5 separate regions of the Mus musculus genome follow, and regions 1, 2, 4 and 5 are each linked to region 3. A link is a contact called in public HiChIP or PLAC-seq, Micro-C and promoter capture Hi-C data. All regions are on one chromosome and are shown on one strand. Each heading gives the region's core, a stretch centred on a gene start, on an enhancer-like site or on the middle of the called end of the contact. The rest is flanking DNA. Distances are from core to core; before and after follow the strand shown.

The links. Promoter capture Hi-C pulls out the DNA fragments that hold promoters and counts their contacts. Hi-C and Micro-C count contacts between places; a contact is called where the count stands out from the background. HiChIP or PLAC-seq counts read pairs in DNA pulled down with a chosen protein or histone mark. Capture Hi-C pulls out chosen DNA fragments and counts their contacts.
Region 1: a Micro-C map of embryonic stem cells shows a contact between it and region 3, with 2.7 times the contacts expected there. The contact joins the promoter of Pld6 here to the promoter of Srebf1 in region 3. A contact is called at or near these places in 1 of 484 Hi-C or Micro-C datasets (embryonic stem cells) and 1 of 115 datasets of contacts at active chromatin or transcription factors (epiblast stem cells).
Region 2: a contact with region 3 is called in a promoter capture Hi-C map of the HPC-7 cell line, with 2.9 times the contacts expected there. The contact joins the enhancer-like site here to the promoter of Srebf1 in region 3. A contact is called at or near these places in 7 of 39 promoter capture datasets (the C10 cell line, the HPC-7 cell line, cranial neural crest and 3 more), 1 of 484 Hi-C or Micro-C datasets (embryonic stem cells), 13 of 115 datasets of contacts at active chromatin or transcription factors (the 230-238 cell line, acute myeloid leukemia, craniofacial prominence and 7 more) and 1 of 9 other capture datasets (embryonic stem cells).
Region 4: a promoter capture Hi-C map of adipose tissue shows a contact between it and region 3. The contact joins the promoter of Med9 here to the promoter of Srebf1 in region 3. A contact is called at or near these places in 2 of 39 promoter capture datasets (the C10 cell line and stem cell-derived epiblast-like cells), 3 of 115 datasets of contacts at active chromatin or transcription factors (the SCID.adh cell line, memory CD8 T cells and stem cell-derived neural progenitor cells) and 3 of 9 other capture datasets (adipose tissue, embryonic stem cells and pancreatic islet).
Region 5: a contact with region 3 is called in an H3K4me3 HiChIP or PLAC-seq map of embryonic stem cells, with 3 times the contacts expected there. The contact joins the enhancer-like site here to the promoter of Srebf1 in region 3. A contact is called at or near these places in 1 of 39 promoter capture datasets (cranial neural crest), 1 of 484 Hi-C or Micro-C datasets (embryonic stem cells), 7 of 115 datasets of contacts at active chromatin or transcription factors (bone marrow-derived macrophages, embryonic forebrain, embryonic stem cells and 3 more) and 1 of 9 other capture datasets (embryonic stem cells).

The regions. Positions count from the first base shown.
Region 1 is chr11:59,786,282-59,788,981 of GRCm38.p6, reverse strand. It overlaps Pld6 (phospholipase D family, member 6), which reads left to right and starts at 1,325. Exons shown (of 2, transcript NM_001290283.1): 1 at 1,325-1,764. The coding sequence starts at 1,347.
Region 2 is chr11:59,884,396-59,887,095 of GRCm38.p6, reverse strand. No RefSeq gene overlaps it. Among named protein-coding and RNA genes, the nearest start is that of 1810063I02Rik, 36 kb to the left of the region's middle. Within about 2 kb of position 1,260, at least 107 of the 459 cell types and tissues checked have an H3K27ac peak or open chromatin away from gene starts, as enhancers often do. A contact at or near this core is called in the HPC-7 cell line and acute myeloid leukemia, where this site is marked.
Region 3 is chr11:60,219,210-60,221,909 of GRCm38.p6, reverse strand. Srebf1 (sterol regulatory element binding transcription factor 1) reads left to right here and starts at 1,283. Exons shown (of 19, transcript NM_011480.4): 1 at 1,283-1,457. The coding sequence starts at 1,367.
Region 4 is chr11:59,946,804-59,949,503 of GRCm38.p6, reverse strand. Med9 (mediator complex subunit 9) reads right to left here and starts at 1,290. Exons shown (of 2, transcript NM_138675.3): 1 at 1,026-1,290. The coding sequence starts at 1,237. It overlaps Med9os (mediator complex subunit 9, opposite strand), which reads left to right and starts at 1,357. Exons shown (of 2, transcript NR_045273.1): 1 at 1,357-1,680; 2 at 2,408-2,612.
Region 5 is chr11:59,907,311-59,910,010 of GRCm38.p6, reverse strand. No RefSeq gene overlaps it. Among named protein-coding and RNA genes, the nearest start is that of 1810063I02Rik, 13 kb to the left of the region's middle. Within about 2 kb of position 1,365, at least 23 of the 459 cell types and tissues checked have an H3K27ac peak or open chromatin away from gene starts, as enhancers often do. A contact at or near this core is called in embryonic stem cells, where this site is marked.

The DNA of each region.
Region 1 (2,700 bases), core at 76-2,575, 430 kb after region 3:
TCTTGAGGGCTAAGGCTAGAAGATTGCTGTAAGTCTGAGACCATCTAAACCAGGCTATGCTACAGAATAAGACCGGTTTGTCTAATGGTGCCCAACGTCAGGAAATAGGTCAGTCTCTGCAGATGAGGAAAGTATCGGGAGCATGGGTATGAGAGGGTCTCCTTAAAACAGGAAGGGGTGTGTGTGTGTGCCCCATCGAGCTCAGCATAGGAAGCCATGCTGGCCTGGGTGGTCCTGGAGGGATGAAGAAAGTGATGTCTGTCTGTATCTTCTAAGTTTTGGGTCAGAGGTCTTCCTGTCTTCCAGCATGTGACATTCTCCTATGTTCAGTCACTGTCCTATGTTCAGTCAAAGCTTCTGATTGTCTGCTGTTTCAGCTGTAGGAACGCAACCCGAGGCAGCTCTGAATTCATCTCACAGTGAGCAAAACTTGCTGCATCATTAGGGACAAAAGACATGGTGCTGAGTGTGGACCACTGTGGACCTAAGTTCATGAGTGTGTTTCCCCTGTCTAGGGCACACTATCTAACACTGGGTGTCCTGAGCCTCTGGTTCATATAGTCTTTCCATCACTTCTTCCATTATACTTAGCCTTAGGTGTCTGGGTTACAATGCAGGTGTATCAGTTGGGGATGAGCAAAAGTACCTGCTGCCAAACCTCGTAAGCGGGGAATCTATCCCCACAGTTGCGAATTCTCAGCATTCTGATCAGTTGTGGAACTCTGATTGTCTTCATCTGTTGAAAAGGAAGTTCTTTGATGAGGGGTGAGAGCTGCACTTATCTGTGGATATAAGTTTTTAGAAAACAGAAATGATTTTGGCCTAGGAAACTGGCAGCAAATAAGTTCTTCTCCCGCAGGCCTCTGGCCTATCCATTGGCTATATTTATAGTACCGTTCATAACTCCTTCCTGTAGACCGTACAAATCCACAAACAACATGGTAATTGAAGAAAATCCCAAAGCAAATCCCATTAAAATCAGGAGACGGCATCCCACTATCCCCATTTCTTTTCAATGCGATGCAGAAACTCTAGAGCAGTCAGGTAAGGGAAGGAAATTCATGGGAAACACATAGGAAAAGAAGTCAAATGAAGGTACTCGCCTTCAATCCCAGCACTCTGCAGAAGCAGGCAGATCTCTGAGTTCAAGGCCAGCCTGGTCCACCAATGAGCGCGCTTCCCCAAGGGCTCTTTGCTAGCTTGGGAAAGCTGTGCAACCGCTAGTTTAGCTCCTGGCTGGGGGCGGGCCCCGCAAGGGGGCGTGGCACACCCGGAGTTGGGGGCGGGCTGGCACGTGTTGGGCGCGCAAGCGCTTGGTGCTACGGCTGACCTTAGAGGTGGCGGCCATGGGGCGCTCGAGTTGGCGGTTGGTGTTCGCGGCTGGTGCGGGTCTCGCGCTGGCCCTAGAGGCACTGCCGTGGCTGATGCGTTGGCTGCTGGCTGGGCGGCGGCCAAGGCGCGAGGTGCTCTTCTTCCCCTCACAGGTGACCTGCACCGAGGCTTTACTGCAGGCCCCAGGGTTGCCTCCCGGGCCCTCGGGCTGCCCGTGTAGCCTCCCCCACAGCGAGAGTTCACTGAGCCGCCTGCTGCGCGCGCTGTTGGCCGCCCGCTCCAGCTTGGAGCTCTGCCTCTTCGCCTTCTCCAGCCCGCAGCTGGGGCGTGCAGTGCAGCTGCTGCATCAGCGTGGGGTGCGCGTGCGGGTCATCACTGACTGCGACTACATGGCCCTCAACGGCTCTCAGATCGGCCTGCTGCGCAAGGCAGGTAAACCGCCGCCGAGGGTGCACACCGGCAGAGGGGTAGAGGACTTACTTGATGCCCCTACCGACTTTGTCCAGAGCAGGTAGCATTTCAGGGAGAAAGGTGGAGGCAGGCAGGCAGAGATGAGCGGGCCAAGGAGCCAAGGTTCATAGTCTGTTATATTCCGTGTCTGGGCTCCCCATGAGTAAGGTATGTGGCAATTCCCACCAGTTTCCACGCTCTGACCTTGACCTTAGAGGCGTGTGTGTTTAGACTTAATTTCTGTGATTGTTCTAGGCTGAGATGGCTGACATAAGTGAAGGCATGGAGGATAAAACTTAAGTCAGTTTAAACTCAGCCAACACTGAGAAACCCTTAGCGGCTGTGTGACCACAGCGGGAGTAGGAGTGACAGTGTTGATTAGTGAGTTTCCCACTAGACTCTGTGATCATTGGAAAGTGGACCCTACAGTGTGGCGAATACTTGCTTCTCAGCGATCACCTCTGGGCCCATAGGTATGTCTGGCCCGCCTACAGCTCAGCAGCAGGTGTGACAATATCCTCCCTTAGGCCTGTGGCCCTTGTTTGTTTTCCTTCAAGTGGTTGGCACTGGAGGAACACAAACTTTGACTGCTAGATCCCTTCATTACGCAGGAGTCAGTGCCCCCATGTCCCTCCCACACACCTGCCTAGCCTAATCGTTGTGCCCACAGTGGCTGACAGGCTAGGGGAGCCCTTGGGAGATGTCCAGGCTTTGTAGGGCTCTCGAGGCTTTTTATTTCCTCCACACGGCCTGTCTTCCCACATCCTGGGGATGGTGTAGCCTTGGAAACCAGGTCTGCTTCCAGATCCCTCATAGGGAAGGAAGAACACCGCAGCACTGACCTGTTGTGTATCACTCACGTGGGCAGCACAGAAGCACTCTGTCAGTCTGATAGCTGCCCCTGTCCCCTTGCTGGCA
Region 2 (2,700 bases), core at 11-2,510, 330 kb after region 3:
TGGTACCAACTTCTGTCTTAAAGTTACTTTTCTATTGCTGTGATAAAACACCATGATCAAGGCATAAAAGAAAGTGTTTACTTTAGTTTATGGCCTCTGAAGGTTAGCATTCATGACTGCAGAAAGATCACATCCTGACTGATCCACAAGTAGGAGAGAGAGAGAGAGAGAGAGAGAGAGAGAGAGAGAGAGAGAATGAGAACACTGGGAATCCTCCAACAAGGCCATACCTCCTAATTCCCCCACAAAGTTCCACCAACTGTGAAGCAGAGGAGGCTGTGGGGACCATTTCTATTCAAACCATCACAATCAGCCTGTATGCATGTCCAGCCACACACTACAACTGGTTGATCGCCCTGGTTACCTGCTGCCTGGAAGCTGTGGGACCACTCTCTGCCAGCATCTCAAGAGAGGGTGGGAGGGAGCACTTAGCACCAGCCTGGGAAGACACCAAAACAGGAGACTTCAAAGTCATTCCATTTGGTGAAGTAAGTATAACACATCACACCTTACAGTAAGTCAAGGATCAGCCAGGGAAGATGCGCCACATAGAAAATGACCAGGAGGTCAATACCTCCTTCCCAGATCTGAGCATAGGCTTTACACAGCATCGCAGGGCACCTGAGCGTCAGGTCCCCATTCCCAAGACTTTCCCAACCCACAGCAAAAGGCCTAGCAGGGCTCTCCTCCAAGGAAAAAGTGGAGGTTTTTTTTGGGTGTGTGTGAATAAGAGTGGCCCCCATAGGTTCATATATTTAAATGCTTAGTCATCAGGGAGTGGCACCACTGGAGAAGGATTAGGAGGTGTGGCTTCGTTAGAAAAAGTATGGTTTTAAGGTTCCAAATGCTCAAGCCAGACCCAGCGGCCCTGACTCTTTCTGCTGCCTGTAATCTGGTTGTAGAACTCTCAGCTATGTCTCCAGCACCATGTCTGCCTGCCATGAGGACAATGTACTCAACTTCTGAAACTAAGACAGCTCCAGTGAAATGTGTTCCTTTATAAGAGTTACAGTGGTCATGACGTCACTTCACAGCACTAGAACACTAAGACATGGCACCTTAGCCAAAGGGGATGGAGAAGGATGCAATAGGAGAACCCAGGAAGGATTTGGAGTGCTCTGCAGGGAGAACATCCTTCACTATCCAAGGTCAGCAAAGGAGAAACAATGTTTCTGAAGTCGTGGGTACAGAAGGGCGTGATGTGTGGTCCAGCTCTGCGGGTAGCTACGCCTCAGCCTAATCTGACTTCCCCAGTCCCAGGGGAAGGCCAGGAACTGAGAATAGACGTCATCCTATTTTCCAAACAAACAGCTGGCATAGTGCCTTTAAACTCTGAAAATTTTGTTTCTTCTTCACCGTTTTCGTCAGCTATCCTTGGGGCTTTATAAATAGAACCACTCAAACGCAGGCAGGGGTAAATCAGGCAGCCAGTCTGAATATTCAGCACAGGGCTCAGAGCCTGGGGAAGAACAAAATGGGTGAATTAATGGCCAGGCAGAGCCACCAGCTACTTCCTGGGGCCCCAGAGAGAGGAAACCTGCAAGGGCAACAGGGCAACAGATGGTCAGAAGCCCCAGAAAAGACTACGCGGCCTCTGAACTTGTCTGCCTTTCCCAGAAGCCCTCCATGCTTCCGGAACACCCTCCCACGGAGCTTCCGGTGCCATATGGCCCAGGAGCGCCCCCAAGCCCTGTGCTCTCGCTCCTTTAAGTGCTCTCCTTCCTCCACAAGAAGCTTTTCTCAAGAATCCAGGGCTAATCATGGCTGCAGGCTCCTGTTTTCATATGGCTCTGGGGCGCCTCCATGTGAGACCAGCTGCCGATGGCTACAGCTGTTTAAACACTGCCTGTGCTATCACATGGATATCTCTGTGTGGTTGCGGGAGGCCATGCAGGATGATGCCTTCAGGATGTTTATATTCTTGGGACGGTGGGGGTGTCACTGTCACAGGAGGTTGGGTGCCATCACCGTGCTCCTCTACCCTTTCCCACGGGCCTACCCTTCTGCACAAGGCTGCGCGGGCCTTGTCTTAGTTCTTAGTCCCTCCATGGTCTTCAGCTTTCTGAACTGTGCCCTTCCCTCATGGCCCTTCTTATCACCTGCCCTGCCCTGCAAATTCCCCTTTTTCTTGTGTCCTATTTAAATATCTGTCCATCTCTCTTCTTCCTCTCCATCTCTGTTCCTTTGGGATCTTAGGGGTTAGGGACATAGCCTTTCCCCCCAAATGAAGGAGAGTTGCAGGTGGTGGCCCAGAAGCTGGAGGTGGAGAGGTCCAAGTTTAGGCAAAGGATGCCATTTAAGAAAGACCTGGTGTCCGAACACTGTTGAAGAGCAGTCTTCACCCACCTCAGCCTCTGGAGGAGGGAAGTGTAGTGTAGAGGCTTTGTGGTGGGATACAGGCTCCAACCAAAGTGGTGGTGAGTAGCTAGTGAGGTCAGAGGAGCTGGGCTAGGCAGGAGGCAGAGATGAGGACTTGGCAGTAATGAAAGGCTTTGCGTACACAGGGGTATCTACCTCAGCTGACACCCTGGGAACAGGCTGGGCAGTTGCTCAGCATGAAGTTGACCCAAGCTCCAGTAACCATTGACAGCAGATGGGCTGGAAGCCAAAGCTGGGGGAACCTAACATCAGACAGTGTCAAGAAAGAAGCTGATAGGAACTGAGGTCACAGCCCTCCTCAGGGAAGTCCCACTCTACCCC
Region 3 (2,700 bases), core at 34-2,533:
CCTGTGTAATTTTCTAGCAGCTCCTCTGAGAAAGGAACAAAAATGTGTCCTGGTGAAGCCCAGGCACACCCTCCCTCCTTGCCCCAACTAACTCTATTGGTTGGGAGGTGAAAGCAGCCGAGGTATCTGCAGTCTGAGCAAGGCAGCTTCTGGGCGGCCTGGGGCCCTGACCCTCCCTGGTTGACTCGTAGGTTCTGCCGTTGCCTCCCAACTTGCATCACCTGTGGGCCAGAATGGTCTATTCAATCCACGCCGAAGAACCTCTCCTCCCTCCCTTGCTTTACCTGTTCCTAAGTCACAGGGCCCAGGGTTCACTTTTCAGTCTTTATTCAGGCACCTGGCCTGGCCCCAGGTCACATATGACCCAGTAGCTGGGCTCAGGTCCTCAGGACCTCTGTTACAGAATTCTTTCTTTTTTTTCTTTTTTCTTCTCTCTTCTCTTCTCTTCTCTTCTTTCTTTTTGGTATCTTGAGACAAGGTTTCTTTGTATTGCCCAGGCTGTCCTGAAACTCACTCTGTAGATCATGCTGGCTTCGAACTCAGAAACCTACCTGCTTCTGCCACCCAAGTGCTGGGATTAACAGAGTGTGCCACCATGCCTGGCTCACAGAATCCCTTCTTGACTTTGAGATTCACACTTTTTCTAGATCCTTTTGGAGACACAAGTCATTCTATAGGAGTAGTACGAGCCCACTGGCCCTTCAGGTCCTCTCTGCTCCAATGGTAGGACTGATAGGATTAAGACAAGATCAGAAGTTCCAGCCACCCCCTCCTCCTGCAGGTTCTGCCTGAGAACTCTTCTCCTCTGGAGGCCCACTTCTAGACTTCTAAGCTGAGAGGGTGGACAGGTCTTATGGGCCATGCTTCTCTAACCTCTCAGCTGGCTCATAGATAATTGGACCCTGGCTACAGATGAGGAAAACAGAGGCACATAGTGGAGGGGCCCCACTGCAGGCCTGTATCTGCTGTATTTTGGACCCAGGACTGTCTGGTTCTAAACAGCAAGACTAGGAAGTGAGTTTTCTGTTCTCTGCTCCCACCCTCATGCTGGGCCCCCCATCCCTGGCCCTTTAATCTAACGATGTCTGGGCTGGGTCTAGTCCTGTGGCTTCCATTCGGTCCCTCCCTTGGCCTGATACAGAAGAAGCCAAGGCCCAGTGCCTGTGCACCCGCAGGAGATTGCTAGAAACCAGGCTCGGGCAGGCAGTCTCAACCCGCTAGGCGAGCTGTCAGGATGCAGGCTGGTGGGCGGGGCTTGATGGGAAACCCCGCCCCTCCGCTCAGGTGGCTCCGCCCGCGGAACCCAGTTTCCGGGGAACTTTTCCTTAACGTGGGCCTAGTCCGAAGCCGGGTGGGCGCCGGCGCCATGGACGAGCTGGCCTTCGGTGAGGCGGCTCTGGAACAGACACTGGCCGAGATGTGCGAACTGGACACAGCGGTTTTGAACGACATCGAAGGTGCGTGTCCCGGGGCTCCGGCGCGGCCTGTGCAGGGTCGCACGTCCGGCGAGGGCGCTTGGCCGGGAACTTTGGCGCGTGCGCACTGCGCGATCTGGCGCCTGAGATCTAGGGTTGAGCTTTCCGGACCGCAGTGGGCTAGGTTTCTGGACACGCTGAGTATCCACTCAACTTCAAGCCTGGTCCTGTGTACAGTTCACAGGCCGACCCGGGGTTTCTCATTTCTTGAGTTCACCAAAATTCCCAAGAAAGTCCACGAACCGATATTTGCATTTACCTTGGCTTGCAAGCATCTGGCTACTTTGGATTGAGGTCAGGGAGGTCTCTTTGAGTGCACTAGAGCTAAGGAGCAGCCCCCTCACCGGAAAGGAAAGATACTTTTTAGGCGGAGGGGGAGGCAAAGGCCCTTTAGGCGGGACCTGAGTTTGAGGAATTGGAAATCTGATAGAAGAGAGAAGGTGCTCTCTAGAATATTTTTCAAATTTTGTGATTCTGGGGCAGTAACTCGGATTCTAGAACATATTAACAGGCTTTCTGCGCTGAGCCACACCCCAGGCCACTTAGATCCTTTAAAACATCACTTGAACTCGCTCAGTATGATTCATCTCCCATGTCAACAACAACTACCAATTGGGCGGAGGGAAGGAGTGGCGGCGGATCTGGAGAAGAAAAAAACCCCAGCAAGTCATTGTTACTATAAGATATGTATCCATGTTAGGTGGACTGTTCAACGATCTCTGGTGGCTGTTAGCAGTTTCAAAACATTATATTTCTCTTGCTCGTTTAAGGCTGCTCCACATCCTCCTCCACCCCAGATAATCATGACTGTGTGTCTACAACTACAATGGGGCCTGTGGGATTACAGTAGATTGTGCCCCCTGATGCTCTGTTGATAGACACCTAAGCTGTTTTTTATATCCAACACAGCCTTGGACTGCTGTGCCTACGTCCTCATCAGAGACCTAAATGTGCCATCAAAGCTTGGAGTTACTGCTAGTCACCTGCCGGGCAGTGGTGGCACATGCCTTTAATCCTAGCACTTAGGAGGTAGAGGCAGGTGGACCTCTGAGTTCGAGGCCAGCCAGGGCTACACAGAGAAACCCTGTCTGGGGGGGGGGGGGCGGAGAACAAAAACTGCTAGACACTTAAGAGGAATGAAAGTTTAGAGATATCTTGGCTGACCTGAGATCCAGGCATGGTTAGGAACAGTGAGAGGAGGGATGGGAGGAGGAGAGTACAGTGT
Region 4 (2,700 bases), core at 41-2,540, 270 kb after region 3:
CAACTCCCAGTGTTGCTAAGAATCCTGACTGCACAAAGAGGCACCAGGCAGTAACTGTTCCGCGTCACCTAAGTTTATCAAAGCACACTTGAGAATGCTTGCACCAAAAAGTGTACCTCTTGGAAATGACCCAAGCGTATATGGAGTGAGCAAAAACATAGGCCATCATGGAGACTGGAGACTTTGGGCCTAAAAGACCATACATCCTTGTATATTCTATTAGAATTATTAGAATAAAGTTAATAGTGGGACACAATCATTCAGAGCAACTTCTGTGTCTTCGTTTCAAATGTTTCCTAGCATCACTTCTCCCCTCTCCACTTGTTTGTTTGGAGACAGGGTTTCTCTGGATAGCCCTGGCTGTCCTGGAACTCACTCTGTAAACCAGGCTGGCCTCGAACTCAGAAATCCGCCTGCCTCTGCCTCCCAAGTGCTGGGATTAAAGGTGTGCGCCATCTCTCCACTTTTAAGAATGTTTGTTTGTTTTTCTTTGCTTGTAACCGTTAAGCCCTGTAAGGGTAAATGGCTGCTCCTTTCTTTACGGTGTACAACCCTAGTACCTAACAGAGCCCACACAGGTAAGATGCCTCGCATTGAAATGGGTACTAAACTGTGTACACGGTGAGAATCTCGAGTCTGAACGTCTGAGGTCCACCAAAATTCGAACACTTTTCGGGGCTCATATAATGCCACAAGTGAGAAATTCCGCTCTGGGCTTCATGCGAACAGTCAAAACGCAGGCGAATTAAAACAACTGTATAAAATTGCCTTCGGGCTATGTGTAAGGACTTAAGACCCATCCCCAAGTCACTGCAGGATCTGGGATGGGACACTGCAGAACCTATCTATGCATTTGATCAGTACGTGGGCTTCACCCGGGAGTAAAGTGTAACTCTTAAGGCGCCTGACAACGTGGGCCCTCTGGGAAAATGGGGCGTGGTCCAGAGCCCACGGGCTTTGGCAGCTCGGAACCAGGGACACTAGAGTCGCAAAAAGTGGTGTCTTAACCTTTCCTAGACCCTTACCATTTGATGACATTGTGAACCAACGGCAAAAAGGAGTAATTCTCCTCCTTCGCGCCAGCGGGGGACTGAGGCCGCGGAGCCGCCGGCGGCGGGAGCGCAGCGACCGGCAGAGGCTGAGGCGGTGGTGGCGGCTTGGACTCCGGCAGCAGCTCGGGCGGTGGCTGTAGCGTATCTTCGGCCTGTCTCCCACCCGCCACCCCAGAGGAAGCCATAGCACCAGGAGTCCAGCAGCTGCCGAGGGGCGCTGGGTGCTTGCGTCACAACTGCGCGCCCGGGGAGGCCGGGCGGGAAAAAACTCTGAGTCTGCGCCCTGGGCGTAGGCGGGCGGGCGTTGCTAGGCGACGGGTGTCGGGAAAGCTAAATTGAGTAGTCAGGATTAGGGAATCTACTCCAGTCATCTTTCTAGTTCACATGACAGAGAGAGGTCAAAACACCAACGAGGACCCCCGGGACTGGCAGGAAGAACGGATGACGCTGGTGAGCACCGTGTGAAACTGAGGCTCTGCGGCAGCGAGCATCCAGATGACAAGGACTTACACGTCTTTGTGTCATGCTAGCCTCCAGGAGGGCCCCAGACTGGCGACAGCAAAACAGGCCATACAAACTAGTTCCACACGGCTGCCAAGGGGAAAACTAATCGTTCTTCAAGCATTTGGTATGCATCTAGCAGGTGCCAGACTACATACGTATATAAGACTAAGATCTTGGACCAAATAGGAGAACTTTACGATAGGCTTGTATTTATTCATTTCAAGCAAATGGGCTCCATTAAAAATTTTCTGGACAAGGGTAGCAGTAATTCTGATTCTGACTAACAAAAATCAGGGATTAGGGAAGCTGTCAACTGGGAGAGGACATCTGTCTTTGATGACAGGAACCATGTCAGTAAAGAGAGGCCAGGAGCCCACATCTCAGAAACAAAAAGAAGCAGGAACGTGGAACTTCACAATGGTGTTTTCAGGTTTTTTAGCTACAGGTCTCAGAATTGTTTTCTTCAGAGCTGCAGATAGTTCTCTAAACAGAGGCACTGTCAGGAAAAGAATAATCTCAGTGTTGCTCAAAAGAAGACAGAAACAAAGTGAAACAAGGTGATTTATTTATTTCTTGAAAATGAGTGCACCAGAACTCAAGATAAGATAGCAGAAACACTCAACAAAATGGCCACTTTCTTCCATCTCAGGCTTAGGTGCATTTCATCCCATTAGTGGGAACACAACTTCTCAATATGACTCAATGGGCTAATCACCCAAAGGGAAAGGTGGGTGGGGGGAGTGGAGTTAGGGAATACAGGCCCCTGTGGAACTAAGTGTCTGATTAGAAGAACATTTCTCACTGCAGGAAACTGTAGGATTTCCTTCTAACCCAGGACCTCTCCACCTTAGGGGAAGGGCCATGATTCCTGAGGAAGAAGGGAGAAGAGAATGGTCTAAGATGGAACCAGGTGTGCCAGAAAAGACTTGAAGACACCTCTGGAGACATCTGGGAGAATGCATGGTAAAACGGCAGTGTTAGCAAACAGTAGCTATCACTACTACTGTGGAATGAAAGTGACGAGAAACCATTAAAACCCTCATTTAATCCACCGAGAAACTCTGGAAGGTATATCTTAGTTTTCCATTTTATAGAAAAAGAAACAAAAGTTTACAGGGCTATAATAGCAGCCCCAGGATCACAA
Region 5 (2,700 bases), core at 116-2,615, 310 kb after region 3:
GAGCCAACACAAGCACTTCCTTCTTTGAAGTTACACTTACCAGGCATTTTGTCACAGTAACCAGAGAGTAAACACCCTTTCTGGGGTTTACTTTTGTTTAAGTCAACTTGGGTGGCAACCTATCATCCAAAACTAGTCTTCTCTAAGTGACCAGTCCTTGGAAAAGAATAGCAATAAACAAATGAAAAGCAGACTTTATTTATTTATCTATTTATCTATTTATTTATTTATCTTTAATTTTTATATTGTATACATGTGTGGTAAGTGCATGTGAGCCAAGTTGCTCTAGTAGAGGTCAAAGGAGGGTGGCTTGAGTCATCAGATTTGATGGCAGATGAACCCACCCCTCTCTCCCCCTCTCACTTTCAAGACAAGGTGTCTCTGTATAGCCTTAGCTGTCCTGGAACTCTGTAGACCAGGCTGGCCTTGAACTTAGAGATCCTCCAGCTTCTGCCTCCCAAGTGCTGGGATTAAAGACATGCACCACTGACGCCCACCTGTCCTTATCTCTTTAAGATTACACTTCCATTATTTTGAGATGGGATCCCATCCAGGCTCAAGCCTCCCTCCCTATCTTGGCCTCCCAATTGTTGGCATTACCTACAAGCACTATCACACTCCAATAGATTTCATTTCTTTTGCTGCAACTTCAGGGAGACCAGCAATGCAGACCCTGCCAGCTGTGCCTTTCCCAAACAGCCCTCATCTTCTACTGCAGGAGAGCAACCAATAAAACCTAGAGGAACAGGCAGACTAGAACACCAGTCACAGCCGCAGAACAAGCATTCCTATGGAGCATTCCTATTGGAGGCTGAATCTTTGCTCTTCTCCAGCAAATGGGCCAGAAGCTGTTGCCTATGGCTATACCTCATTAGATCACCACTGAGAGCAGCCTATTATCCTCTGAGCCTTGGGAATTGTCTCAAGGTCATGGGCTGCAATGGGACATTGATCTTAACAGTACTGTGCTTTGCTGCAATCTCTTCACCCACAGTGACATTGCCAACACTCCAAGGAGCTTTGGTTCTTTATAAGGGAGAAATGAAGATCGATGGCACACTGTCACCACCACCAACGGCTCCAGTTCTTCTTCCCTTTTGCTGCCCAGCCAAGGGCTTGGAACCAAGCTGCTGTGTTCATTCTGAGTTATTCGCCATTGTCTTCCATGGCTGCCCGATCACTCTGCCTCGGGAGGAAGGGTGGAGCAGGTGGGGCAGGAGATGTGCGAGAGCTCTGTGTGACATGGCATTTCACAGGCTACTTGCACAAGTCAAATTGTGTTTTCTGTGTCAGAAGGGCAACCTGTGCTGGTCAGAAGTCCTCAGAGCTCATTAGGATCTGGGCCAAAATACCTGTATGTGCTTTTAGGGTTGAGTGAAGCCAATGCAAACAGACCTCCTGCTGGGTGGGAACCAGGCTCTCTCAACACCAGCCTCCTCAGCCCCTCCCCTCAACTCCTGTTTGCTTTGTCTGTAGACAGAAGCCACCAAGAAGCTGTGGATCCCAGGGGGAGAGAACAGATGTTTCTTGTCCTGCCAGATGTAAAGGGAACCTGATTACTTCTGCAGGAGACTGAATGCAACCAATGCAAAGATGTCCTTCACCCAGCACTGCTGGCTGGAGAAGTCCTGGCCTTCAGGAGAGAGCAGGCTGAGGCTGGTTCCCAGGACCCCTGAGAAGCACTGCCTGAAGAGCCCCTGGGAAGTAAGAACAAGAAAAACAGAAAATAGCCATGCAGGGCCAGCAACATCCTTGAATTCTCCACATCTCCCCTGCAAGCCCCTCCTTCTTAGCAAGCCTTCCCACCAACCTTGAAGGAGAAACAGAGGAAGCCATGAAGTTTAGTCTCTGTCAGAGCCTACAAGGAATCTCACTGCATCCCCCAAGCATCCCCCCCCCTTCCTCCATATCCAGGCCACCCTTAAAAATCTCACCTTAAGGTTTAAAAATAACTGATAAAATTATAAGTTACCGTATGTGGAAGACAAAGAAACAAAAATTATATTGAAAGCGCTGTTTCTCTAGGCAGTGTGGTTCACACCTTTGATCCCAGCACTTGGGAGGCAGAGGCAGGCGGATTTCTGAGTGTGAGGCCAGCCTGGTCTACAGAGTGAGTTCCAGGACAGCGAGGGCTATACAGAGAAACCCTGTCTCGAAAGCCTCGTTTTTTCTTTACCTCCATTCAGTTCTTTCAAACAGGAGTTCATCTGAGTTTAGTTCAAAGCTGCCTTCCTGAAGAAGCCTCAGCATCCTCACTGTGATCAGAATCCCACAGGCTCACAACTCCCGAGAGGCGTATAGGACTTCCAATGAAGCCACCATAGTGGCTCCACCCTCAGCCCAGGGAAACTCCTGCCCGACGATTCTGCTATGCTTTTCACCACGCACCTAGGGTTGTTGTTGTTTTGTTTTGTTTTGTTTTGTTTTACCGAATTTCTTTTTGGTAGTGGTAAGATCTCTGTAGTGGTAAAATCTTAATTCTTTTGATGAGCACATGTCTCTAACATCAAGTACATTCATGCATTTCACAAGTTATCTCCACCATTTATAGAACTTACCAAGCTTTCCAAATGAAGACCCTGGACACTACCCACCAGACTTGACTACCTACACTTGTTCCTGAATTTGGCTCCTCCTTTTAGCAGCAGACTGGGGTGGCATCACTCTGTATGTCTTATTTTGCTCAGCAGAAGGACTTCA